2 separate regions of the Sus scrofa genome follow, and region 2 is linked to region 1. Evidence: chromatin contacts called from public promoter capture Hi-C data. All regions are on one chromosome and are shown on one strand. Each heading gives the region's core, a stretch centred on a gene start, on an enhancer-like site or on the middle of the called end of the contact. The rest is flanking DNA. Distances are from core to core; before and after follow the strand shown. Region 1 holds the start of GATAD2A (transcriptional repressor p66-alpha). Region 2 holds the start of SLC25A42 (mitochondrial coenzyme A transporter SLC25A42).

The links. Promoter capture Hi-C pulls out the DNA fragments that hold promoters and counts their contacts.
Region 2: a contact with region 1 is called in a promoter capture Hi-C map of fetal liver, with 2.0 times the contacts expected there. The contact joins the promoter of SLC25A42 here to the promoter of GATAD2A in region 1. A contact is called at or near these places in 1 of 5 promoter capture datasets (fetal liver) and 1 of 47 Hi-C or Micro-C datasets (heart right ventricle).

The regions. Positions count from the first base shown.
Region 1 is chr2:58,514,712-58,520,979 of Sscrofa11.1, forward strand. GATAD2A (transcriptional repressor p66-alpha) reads right to left here and starts at 2,597. Exons shown (of 13, transcript XM_021083423.1): 1 at 2,281-2,597.
Region 2 is chr2:58,800,230-58,806,497 of Sscrofa11.1, forward strand. It overlaps SLC25A42 (mitochondrial coenzyme A transporter SLC25A42), which reads right to left and starts at 3,127. Exons shown (of 8, transcript XM_021083444.1): 1 at 1,544-3,127. The coding sequence starts at 1,674. LOC100511007 (a long non-coding RNA gene) reads left to right here and starts at 901. Exons shown (of 2, transcript NR_045043.1): 1 at 901-963; 2 at 1,480-3,012.

The sequences.
Region 1 (6,268 bases), core at 1,347-3,846:
CAAGTTACTCAGGTTTCAAACTGAGTTCATTCCTGTCCTTTGGACCATCTCTCAATGCCAGCATTCATCTACTTGGGCTCCAGAGAGCTCTGCGTTTGGCAAAACAGATAAAATTAGCTACTGGAGTGAACTTGGAATTCAGGGTGGGCCATTAAAAAAAAGTACACATGAGATTTGTAAAAGCCATGTAAAAACTTCCTTTGGGCCAGGCTGAAGTCACCCCAAACTTAGAAAAATGAATTCAAATCCCCTGTTCCTTGCCTCCCTTCCACTCTTCCTGGATCTAAGGTGACCCATTTCCTGCTTCTTGCCCTGCCTTTCAAACCAGAGTGGCCCACAAACAAGGATTCTCCAGAGATCAAGGGGTAAATCAACGGGCCTAGGAAGAGAAGACACAGCAGGAATACCTGAAGGAAGGGTTTTCGTCTCCTTTTTGGGGGATAAGGGGGTGGGAAAGGTGAGTTACCCTATGCAGAGGGAGGACTGAGGGATGGGACAGGAAGTAGATCTGTCCCACAACTTGAAAATGTGATAGTGGGCAGCGGAGCGGGCAGGGGCAGGGGCCGGGGTGGGGGTGGGGGGGTAGTTGTTAATGATACTCCAGCCCTGTCCCTCCTGCCTCTACAATGGCCTGACAACACTGTGGTTCCCCATGGCTCAAAAACAGAGTAATAACCAAGATTGCTATTTAGCAACAGCTCCTGCTCCCCCAAATCTAGCAGGTCTTAAATGATGAGGGAAAACAGTGTTTTCTGCCTGTCTCCTGATTTCCCTTCCAGCCACAAAATCTTCCAGGTCCCTGAGGAGGTAAGAGTTCAGAGAATACCCCTAATCTAGAGACAAAGAAGATTGGGGGGGGGGGGCATTTCTGATCCTCTCCTTCCAGAACGGAGAGAAATGGGTACAGAAATTGTGGAACCCTGAAGTTAGGACTCCAAGGAGAAATGAGGGAAGAGTTTCTCCCTTAGCGAATGGGGAGAGAAACCTCAGGAAAGGGGGAATGTCCTCAGGCAAGTAGGAGGGGAAATGCCTGGGAATGCAGGGGGACCCTTCAGAGAAGTGAAGAAATCCACTGTGTCTTCCATCAGAGAGGAGATATCTTGGAAAAGTGGAGGCATATTTCAGAGAAGTGAAGAGCTGTAGGAATGGAACATTTCGAATTAGGTGGGGAACCTCTGAAGAAGCCAGGGACTCCTCCAAACATCATGGCATCCACAGATTAGAAAGTGATCCCCAGAAAGGAAATGATTTTGGAAAAATGAGGAACATTTCCTCAGACAAATAAGGATCCAATCAGATGTATGGGCCTTGGGTGGGGGGGCTTCAGGAAAATGGAAGTATTTATCAAAAACTAAGGGGTCCCAGAGTTCCCGTGGTGGTGCGGGGGAAAAGAATCTGAAGGTACCATGAGGTTGAAGGTTCGATCCCTGGCCTCACTCAGTTGCTTAAGGATCTGGCATTGCTGTGGCTGTAGTGTAGGCCTGGAGCTGTAGCTCAGATTTGACCCCTAGCCTGGGAACCTCCATATGCCACGGATGCGGCTCTAAAAAGCAAAAAAAAAAGTAAGGGGTCCCATCCAAAGTGAGAACAGTTCAGAAAAGTGGGGAACACCTCCAAGAAGGATTCTGACAGAAGCAGGAACACTTCAGATTAGTTGGGGGACACTTGAGAAAAGGAGGGTGTCACCCAAAGAAGCGGGAACAGAAAAGCCAGGAGAGCATCGCAGAAAGGTAGGGGGCAAGGGGGACCTATGAAAAGTGAGAGACACCACAAAACATCAAGGGCAAAAAAAAACACAGAACAGTGGGACAATATCTCACAGAAGCAGGGATCTCCTCAGAGAGGTGGGGATCCCCCAGAGAATTCAGGGGGAGGGTCCCCTAGAAGCAAAGATGTCTCCTGAGAGAGGTAGGGGTCCGTCAGGGAAGCAGGGGATCGCCTATGACAGGGGGTCCCAGAAAGGCAGGAGGTCACTCGGAGAAAGCAACCCCTCGGACAAGCAGGGGTCCCCTTTAAGAAGCTGGGAGGGGGAGTCTCAGACAGCTCCGGTCCTCAGAGAAGGGGCTCCCCAGCGAAGCAGGAGGTTCCCTCAAAGAGACAGGGGATCCTCAGGGAAGGGAGGATCCTCTCAAGAGGCGGGGTCCCTCAGAGAAGCGGGTCCCCTCAGACAAGGGGGTCCACGCAATGGAAGAGGCCCCCTCGAAGAAGCGGAAGCCCCAGAGAAGCCCCGGGCACCGGAAGCCGGGGACCCGCCAGCAGCGACGCCGGCCCCTCACTCACCGAAGTTGCTCGGCGCCTCTGCGGGCGACTGCTGGGGTCCCGGGGGGCCTCGGGTGGCAGGGTCGGGTCCGGTCGGCTCAGGTCCCGTGCGGCAGCTCCCTCAGGTGGCGCCCGCGGCGGCGACGGCGGCGGCGACAAGACGACGGACGGTCGACCGACGGACTGCGCGGGCGGCGCGGGGCGCGTTCGGGCGGCGGGGGTGCGCGTGCGCGCGCCGGGGCGCTGACCCCGGGCGGGAGGAGCCGCCGCGCCGCGCTCGGAGCCGCCGCTCCGTCTCGCCGCTCAGTCTCACACTGAAATTGCCCGCTTCGCCGCCCGGCTTCCCCGGTTGCTAGGCAGATTTCGTCTCGCACACTTCCGGGTTGAGGCGCGTCTCACCGAGTGGCGGCGCCTCAGGCCAATGAGGTCCGGCTAGGGTTCCCGGGATCCGCGCCCCAGAGAGGGCGTGGCCAGCTTCATGACGGACAGCGCCTTGCGGCCAATGATCGCGCGGGCCGGCTGGCCCTCGGGATCGCGCCGGGGGCCTGGGCGGGCCTGGAGAGGCGGGATGAGATGACCGACATGTGGTCTACCAATGGGAGAGTGGATCCGGACTCAGGTCCAGTCAGGGCGCTGCGGGGGCGGGGCTTTAGCTTCAGGGTCGGAGCACCGCAAGAGGCGGGGTCTAGGGGACGCGTCAATCCGTGGCCAGCTCGCTCGGACACTGGAGGGGGGTTCCGTGGGGATGCCTGGCGGCCAACAACTGACTGGACAGGGGGTTCCCCGCAGTGCTCAGCAGGGGCGCCCCACCCACAATGCACCGGAGGCGGCCTGGGCCGGGCGGGCGTGGGGCGGTTACGGTGGGCGGGGCAGCAGGAGGCGCGCTCCGAGGACACTGGGCGAGCTGTGGCCCTGCCTTGTTCCCGAGGGGTTTCATTGCCTCTGGGTTCTTTTCAGGTTAGAGTCACGGGCTCGACCCTATTCTGAGGAGACTGTTACGGATTCTTGCCCCTAGCCTGCGTTCTGAGGGGAACCTGCAAGAATCTTAGCCCTCGCCCCTTCTGAGAAGAGTTTTAGCGATTCTTGCCCTGCCCATTTTTCTGAGGAGAGTTGCCAGGATAAGAATGATTCTGTACAGTCGGGACCCCAGCTCTCTGTTCTAAGAAAACTTCTCGAGATTAGCGCCCCTGTCCTTTACTGAGGAGAACTTGAGGGACCTCAGGACCCACTGCCTTTGCTGGAGAGTATTTGGGGAACATACCCTGCCTCTTTTGTGAGCCCTAGTGGGGGCCTTCTCCCTCTGTGATCTGAGGGGCGGTGGGGGCCGCATGTCCCTGGCCTTCATTTCTGAAGATACCTTGGGAAATTCCTAACCTGTAAGTCCCTCCTCTGACAAGGAGAAATTTGGGACTTAAAGCACACTTTCTCTCTGCAGAGAGGAATTGCAGGAGACTTGTGGTCCCTCACCCTTTTTACTCAAGAATTGCCAGGCGGTTGCGGTCCCTGCACTTTTTCAAAGCAATATTTGAGTGTTGCAGGAGTTTCTCTTTTCCTAAGAAGTGCAACCGTTTGACCCTTCTGTCCTAGAAGAGTTACCCATTTAGCCCTCTTTTTTTGGGGGGGGATTTTTTCCAAGCAGCTGTCCACTCTTCCCCAAGGGTCAAATCTGTGGCTCTTCCTAATTCTGTCCCCTGTCAGGCTCTTCAGCCCCACTTTCCTTCTCTCCTGGGTGGGGCCCTTCCAAAAAGCATTCTTGCCTGCCACCTATCCCCAGACAAAACGAAGCAGTCACCCAGACTCTGATGTCACATGAACCCATGGCCTACTTCTGTCTTCTCCCAGTTTGTCTGAACTCCTCCCCTGACTTACCCCCCAAAGAACCTAAGTTATGCCCTTTGTAAGCAATCAAATAAATGTCCATTGATTCAAAGGTGAAGAAAGCGGCAATGAGAAAGATCCACAATACTCTAAGGATTCAATATGGCAAAACTTTTATTGCCCCCACTTTCTGCACAGAAGTGTGTAAGATGCTGAGATGTCTGAATTATAGGATGGAACTTTTAAGCCAAGATGAACGCAATGAAGGGAAACAGGCCTATTAGACAAGGCAGACTGTTATACTAAAGAGACACCAGGAATATGTTGTAGGAATGTAGAGGAGGAAGTAATTAAATGAGATAATGGATGTGAAAGTGCTTTGTAAACCTTGAAGCAGGGTACCCATGTAGAAAGGATTATTGTTATTGTTACAAATGGGCTGACATTCCTGGAAGAAAAGTAAAAAGTAAATTCTGAGAGTCAGAGTGATGGGAGGTTGGCAGAGAGCCCTGTGGGGCTTGACTCCCTGAATGAGCTCAGCCTGGACCCAAATGGTAAGGCTGACTGAGTCCTTGGCTAGAGAAGAAAGTCACTGGAAACATAAAGACACCGTGTTCCCAGAGGGCCTTGTTTGCTCTTCTGCTGTAGCACTTACCATATTCTGCAAATGTCTAAGGTGATCTGGGTGGACAATAAATACTTGGACTTTGGTGGTTGGCAGAACTGGGTTCGAACCCACGCCTGCAACTCGCTAGCTAGATTACTTTCCCCAGCTATATCAGAAATGAGAACACCTGTCTCCAAAGGTTGCACTGAGGACTGTGAGCTCCTGGTACTCAGAAGATTTTTGTTTCATTCCTGTCACTAACTAGGATGCTTTCCAAGAGCAAGAATTCAGCCTTATTCATTTAAGTAATCTCTCAGTGCTTTTGTAGTTCTGAATTAAACTAGGATCAAAGAGCAGCTCATTGTCCAACCCCTTCATTTTATATATGAGAAACTGAGAGGCCCAGAGGGTAACCGTGACTTGTTCACATCTCTCTGCTACTTTATGGCTAGATCCTAAACTTGCATTTTCTTAATCTCACTTTTGGCCTCTGTGCAGAAAAAATGAGAAGGAAGGAGACCAGTGCCCTTGAATCTTTGTGCAAAGCATGTAAGGACCCAAAGTTCCCTGAACCTTATCTCTCGCTTAGGCAAGCTGTGAGAACGTTCTGGATACAGCTCTAATAGAGTCCCCAGACTCAAGAGCAAAGAATAAATAGGGGCCCTGACCAGGGTCAAGGCCACCTAAATTAACTTTATCAAAGGGAAATTGCAAATGAAGTCAGCGTATTTCAGAGCTACTCTAGGTGATTTCCAGACTGATCCCTGCAAATGTCAGGACCTATAATTACATCTCACCTTTTCCTTTAAAGAATGCACAGAATTTCTCTGATTATCTGAGAAAAGGCATTGCCTAGAGGCAGAGATGTTGGATCAGGGATGTCCGTGAAGTCCAGTACTAGGCATAAATGAGAGTCCTATTTGGCTGGAAAATTGTACCCTCAAAGAATCAAAGGCAAATCATCATTTATCAGAGAGAGGGAAATGCCCCAGCAAAATGGAAAAATGGATGACTTGAACACAGTTTCTGACATTAAAAAAAAAAAGAAGAAGAAAAGGGCATGACCCATACCATGGGCTTTCCTTTCCACAGTGGTGGCAGCGATTGCATCTCTCTGCATCAAGGCGTGTCCCTTCCTGGGTCTGGGAAATCATGTGGGCAAACTGGCTAAGTGACATTCACATCCAAATAGGGATATGGGAACTGAGCCAGGTAAATGCACAGGCAGCAAGGAAGGCAGGGCCTCAACGGTAGTTAGAAAAATGAGGATCTGGTAGGTGCCAGCCTGCAGAGACATTCTCTTGGTTTTGTGGCCTTGGACAAGGAAGAGTGTTCACTGACAATGAAAAATGACAGCTGGTTAATACCGGTGAAAAGGGTACTAAGCACAAATATGAAAGCCCTCTAGTGTCACTCAATGATTGTGGCAGTTCAGGTACACATAGTGAACTGCCCCTCCATCATCACCTCCTAAGATTTCTGGACTGCCTAATTCATTTGGTTTGCCAAGCACTGTGAGGTTCACATGTATGAATTGCTAATCTGCTGAAACTCGCATCCTTTGGCAGGTCCATTGGAATCAGC
Region 2 (6,268 bases), core at 1,877-4,376, 290 kb after region 1:
AGAAAAATCTTTATCCCCAGCACCATGCCAGGCTCCAGTTTTGTAGTTATCTCTAAGCAGCTGAAACATTAGCTTTCTCACTGTGAAGAGTGTTTCCTTACTCTCTTGGTTCATCAGCTTCCAGGACCCAAGGAGCTCCCCCTGGTCAGCGAGGGGTCTGCAAGATCTGGCCAGGCAAGTCCCCACCCCTACCCCCACGCGACCCTATCCGCTGGGCCAGTGGCACTTTGGGTGTTGAAGCCCAGTTCCAACAACGCCCCGCCTCCACTAGCTACAGGGCTCTGAGACACATGCTCAGCAAACGACTGGGGCCACCCCTTCCAGCTCAGTCTTTCCGGACCTAGTCAAAGTCATGACTCCTAAGGAACAGCTGCAAGGAGGGTGGGGGGTCCCCTCCCCTGCCAACTCCACAAAGATGAACACAACAGATGGGCAAAAATGGGGTTGGCCCACAGAGAAGGGTCAGCAGCCATGCTCAGGAAGGTGTGGGCAATGCCTCCCCAATTAAATCGCTTTAGATTTGTTGCTGGTAAAAAGGAGATAATTCCGGTTTGTCTGGCTGAAGGGATTATTCTAAGCCCGGAAATCACTTTATAGACCGCCATAAATGAAAAAATATCTGGGTAGGCTTTTCTTGGGGATTGTGTGTGTGGAGGGTGCAGTGATCCTGAGATAGCAAAGCTTGGGTGAATGTTGGAAAACCTGGGGAAATTGGGAAGGACTAGGGAGGGGGCACAAATACACCTGTGTCTGAACGGAAGTAAGGGTGGGTGCACAGACTAGGGATGTGCGAGTGATGAGAGGGCTGCAAGGGGCAGAGGGCAAGTGTGTGCATGTGTTGGGGGAGTACCTGAGGGCAATGACCCAGATTACTTAAGGGAGGGAGCAGTGAGAGGGTCATAGTCCTGGGTATGAGAAAGCTGGTGAGGAGATAGGAACGGGTCTAGATGTGAATGGGGGACGGTAAGTTTGGGGTGACAGGCTCAGGTATGGGTGTGGAGGTACAAGCCCAGGTGTGGTATCGAGGGGGACGGAAAGGAGGGTGGAGACTACCCAGTGGTGTGGGGGTGTCATCAGGGACGGACTGAGACGACATGGGAGGCATTCGTGAGCAGGGGCGAGTGTCGGGTGTGTAAGGGGGAATATGAGTGGGAGCATAGACTCAGATGCGTGAGGGGGTGCAGGCTCAACTGTGCGGGGAGCCTGGGGGCATGGCCCCAAGGGGGTGGGGGATGTCAGCAAGGCGGACAGTCTTAGGTATGTAAGGGGAGATGTCAACGAGAATGGATGTGATGTCAGGTGTGTGGGGGCTGACAGTGAGTCTCACATCCGGCTGGGGGCCCTCAGGGGATACCAGACGCGGGACGTGGAGGTCGGGAGGGTGGGCTTTAACCTCTTCCAGTCCCGGTGATGCTGCTGTCACGCCCCGCCTCGTCTGCCCTCGTTCCAGGCCCATGACAGAACTGTGCATCGCCCTAGGTCGGCCCGAAGGGCGCGGGCCCCCCTACGCCTGCGCCACCCCACGCCCCCCGTGCCCCCTCACCGGCTGGGAAGCGTCGCCGCCGCCGCTGCCGCCGCCACCTCCACCGCCACAGCCCCGCCTCGCGCACTCTCGGCGCGCGCCGCGGGAGGGATCCACGCTGTACTCCGATTGGCTGCCTGCTGGCCAACCATCTCTGAAGACGGCGGATATTGGTGAGCATGAAGCGGACGGGCAGCCCTTGCAGCCAATAACTGGGGGATAGAGGCGGGGCTGTTGGGAGAGGCTGCGGGTCCCGGGGGTGCCCTGCTGGGTGTGAGGAGCTGGGAGGCGAGGGCCTGTAGGCAGGCGAAGATTGGAGCCCTCGGAGAAGATGGGCAGCCCCAAGGACCAATCGCTTGGGAGAAAGGGCGGGGCTCCAAAGAAGCTGGCGCGACTGGCAGCGAGGAACGGAGGGCGTAGCCCGGAGGGCGACGGAGATTGGCTGCGAAGCCAAAGACAGGCAGGGCCGGCGGCCAGTCGCGAGGGCCGTGGGCGGTGCGCCCTGGACCAGACTTTGGAGCAAAGGAGGTGTAGAGTTTGGCCCTGAGCACTGTGGCCCGAGGTGGCCTTGGGAGTCTGGCGTAGGGTCCCCTCAGGCTGTGGCAAAGTCAGGCTCTCTGGCCACCCAGTGCAGAAGCAGGACCTCCAACTTGAGCGGCGAACTTGGCCACTAATAGGAAATACCCACTATTCCCCTGCAAAGGATACGGAGGGGGCAGAGAGTCTCGCTGGAAGTCACTCAGCTGTCCTCCACAGCTCCGGGTAATGGCAAAATGTGGAAATAGGTGGAATCTTACGTGCTTTGTGATCTTCTGGAAATGTTTGACTTCTCCGAGTACAAACTTGCTCCTCACAGGACTGAATGACATCCCTGTCAGGCCACTTCCCTGCTAAATCTTTGGTGAATTAACTGAATCCTAACCAGAATCCCATGAGGTCAAAGCGACTACTGGCTCCATTTTACAGAAACCAGAACACAGAGAGGTCAAATCCTTGCCCATGCTCACACAGCACTTCAGCAGGCCCAAAGTTGCCTGGTTTTTGGAAGTAGGGTAAGGCCGTGCCAAAGGACAGCCATGGGGGACCTGAGTGACACAGGTTTGAATACTTGTCCAGCCACTAGCTGACATTACAACAGATATGGTGTACGAGTCCCTGAGACCTTATGTTCTGAAGTAAAAGACTTTCTTTAGCCTCCCAAACTCAGTCTCAAAAAACTGACTCAAGAGTTAATGATTAGGAAATATTGTTACGGCTAAAAAACTAGTTAAAACAGGAGTTGCTGTTGTGGCTCAGTGGTTAATGAACCTGAGTAGTATCCATGAGGATGGAGCTTCAATCCCTGGCCTTTCTCAGTGGGTTAAGGATCCAGCATTGCTGTGGCTGTGGTGTAGGCCAGTAGCTACAGCTGCGATTTGACCCTAGGCTGAGAACCTCCATATGCTGCAGTGCGGCCATAAAAGACAAAAAGACCAAAAAAAAAAAAAAAAGAAAAACAAAACTAGGAAAACAGTCTCCATTATATTATGTCCTACCTTGACCCACTAACTTATTACTAATGGTTACTTTCTTTTCTTCTTCTTCTTCTTTTTTTTTTTTTTGTCTTTTTTGTCTTTTCTAGGGCCGCTCCCACGGCATATGGAGGGTCCCAGGCTAGGGGTCAAATTGGAGCTGTAGCTGCCGGCCTACACCAGAGCCACAGCAACGCCAGATCTGAGCCATGTCTTCGACCTACACCACAGCTCACGGCAGCAACGGATCCTTAACCCACTGAGCAAGGCCAGGGATTGAACCCGCAACCTCATAGTTCCTAGTCAGATTCATTAGTCACTGAGCCACGACAGAAACTCTAGTTAGAGTTATATTGCACCTGGTGTTTTCTTTTCATCTGAAACACTTCCTTAACACCCCCTTCCTTTTGTGAGCAATCTTCACTTCAGAGAGAAGGTCAAGGTTCAATAACCCCAAAGACCACCAGAGACTGTCACCAGACCACCTGACTCTGGCCTTGATGACTTTGAAATGATCTATGGAGGGAGAGGAACACAGGCACCCAAATCCTTACCAACAGCCCTGTTTTCTCAGGCTAAACCTATAAAACCCCTTGCTATCCCCTCTCAAGGCAGGACACAGTTTTGAGGGTGTTAGCCTACTGTGGCCTCCTCTGCCTCGCAAAGTAATAAAGCTGTTCTTTCTGCTTTGCCCAAAACTCTGTCTCCAAGTCTTAATTTGTGCTGGTGTACAGAGGCCACATTTCGGCTATTCAACCTTAGGCAATGCACTTGTGAACCTCAGTTTCCTCAAGGGACAATGATTCCTACACCTGATCTTTCCTCTCTGGGGCTGCTCCCCTGGGAGAACTTACATTCCAGCCATCACCTTGACCTTCTGGTGAAAGCATTTGACCCTGCACAGATCACATCTGGCCTGTGAGCCCCAGCTTTTCTGTGAGGTGTGGGGTCATGAGATTCTTTGCAGATAGTTAGGGAGACACTTGCAGTCCAGCACCAGGCTGTGTCACTGGCACCTCCCCAAAGCCTACCCTGTTCTCTGACTCACAAAGTGCACCCCTTTAATCTCTGGGGCATAGAGGATTACAAATATTCCCAGATACTGGCTCTTATTTCTTCTAGGTGTGGGCGGGTGTTGGTGGAAATCGAGTTAAGAACAAGAGAATCCTGGGAGGGAGCAAGGCTGAGCTAGACTGTAATAAGTGCTCACAGTTTAGATCTGGACAATCCCCCGGCTAAGTTCTCAATCCATAACTTTGCAAAGGGCCCATCTGAGGATACAATGAGGGCTCACAAGGGGAAGTCACTAGCTTGAGGTTACCATCAGATGCCTGATATTCCCATGATGTTCCCACCTGAGTCTCTGCTCAAATAGCTCCCAACTGTGGTTTGCTTCCCTGCAATTTCCAGGCCCTAGTCTCCATCCTGCCCTCTGGAGAAGAGATGGAAGCTGAGTCTGGTGAACACCTACTGGGTATCATATCCTTGCAGGGCTCAAATATCATCTTATGGAGTTCCTGCTGTGGCACAACAGGGTTGGCAGTGTCTTTGGAGCATTGGAACACAGGTTTGCTCCCTGGCCCAGTAGGTTAAGGATCCAGCATTGCCACAGATGCAACTTATGTATATCACAATTTCAGCACAGATCTGATCCCTGGCCAGGGAACTCCATATGCTGTGGGATGGCAAAAACAAACAAATAAAAATCCCAACCAAGAAACAAACAAAATCTCATGACCTGACTTCCAGAGAGGGGTGTTGGTGGCCCACCTTGCAGGTGGGAAAACTGAGTTTTGTGCAACAAGTGTCTCTTACTGGAAGGGCCCTGGGTTTGAATCCCTGCTCTTCTTGACTTGTTGATCATAGGACCTTTAGCAAGTGACTCAAACGCCCTGCTTCAGTTTCTCCAAGGAGCTTCCGGGGTTGATAGGAGCATTAATGAAATGAATGGAAGCAAACCACAACCGTGCTGATCTGCAGTGAGTGCTTGCTGAGTGTGGGCTGGATAAACTGTTCTTTTCCAGGGCCTCCGTTTCCCACTCTCTAAATAGCACTTGATGGAATGCGAGCAGAGAGACCAACTATGGGTGTGGTCTGCCACCCAAATAGGGAGATATTTATCCTGCAGGAGTCCTCACCTTCGGTGCTCACCTGTCAGGTCTTGTGAGGGAAGCGGCAAGCTCCTGGAAAGTCCCACAGTACCCCCGGGGACAGTGCCAACTGAGGCAAAGGTCAGGCAGTGGCCCAGCGCTGGGCTGCCTCTCCGGATGGTGCCAGAGGTGCTGGCTGGGCTCTGGCTTCTGTTCACTTGTCAGCAAGGTGGCACTGGCCAGTCTCCCAGCCATCTTCCAACAGTGGCAGGCTGTGCCTCTTGGCACCAGCAACTGACACCCTCCCACCATGGGCACCCCGGCTGTACTTGGTCAGGGTTTCCTGGGGGAGGGAGCGGGATCCCAGCTCTTCCCCATCCTCCTGGCTTCCCCTAGGCCAGACACTGATTCTCTGCCTTGCCCTGCCCCCGCCCCCAGTTTCTTCCACTTCTTGAGGATCCCAGGAATCATCTGACACGATGGCCACAAGCCAGGCCTGGGCACAGTGACAGGGCTTAATCAACCAAGGCTAGAGAGCCATTTGCCCAAGGTCAGGGCAATACTGGCAACAGAGGAGGGGCATGAAGGCAGGCCAAACTGGGTTCTCATCCCACTGCCACCCCTCAAATGCCTGCTGGTGAAGCTGTTTCTCATCTGGAAAATGGAGTTCACAGGCCCTGCCTCTCAGAGATGTGTTTTCAGTGAAGAGGTAACAGTGTTCCTTCCCAGGACCCTGGCTGGAGCGATACATCCTGGATGGACACCCTGGTCTCAATGGACAACATCAAGCCTGACTAGTTTCAAGGCAGTCCCACTCAGCCTCCCAGAGGCTCAGGGAGGTCAGGCCACTCCTCTAAAATCACACAGCAGTAGAGACATAACTGAAAGTCCTGGCTCCTCCCTTGTAGCGGTTTTCCCCTCAGCCCATGCTCCTGTGTTATCAACGATAGGACAACAAGTACTCCTTAGGGGAGTGTTGTGTGTGAGGCATCCCCTGAGCCAGGCTTTGCTGAGGGCTGTGGTCCTGGGCTGTGACACACTTAGCACATTTTCAGGTGAGGAGGCAGAGGCTCACTGGAAGTGGCAGAGGAAGGACTAGAACAAAGGCCTTCCTGGCATCAATGAAATGTCAGTGAAATGCGGGG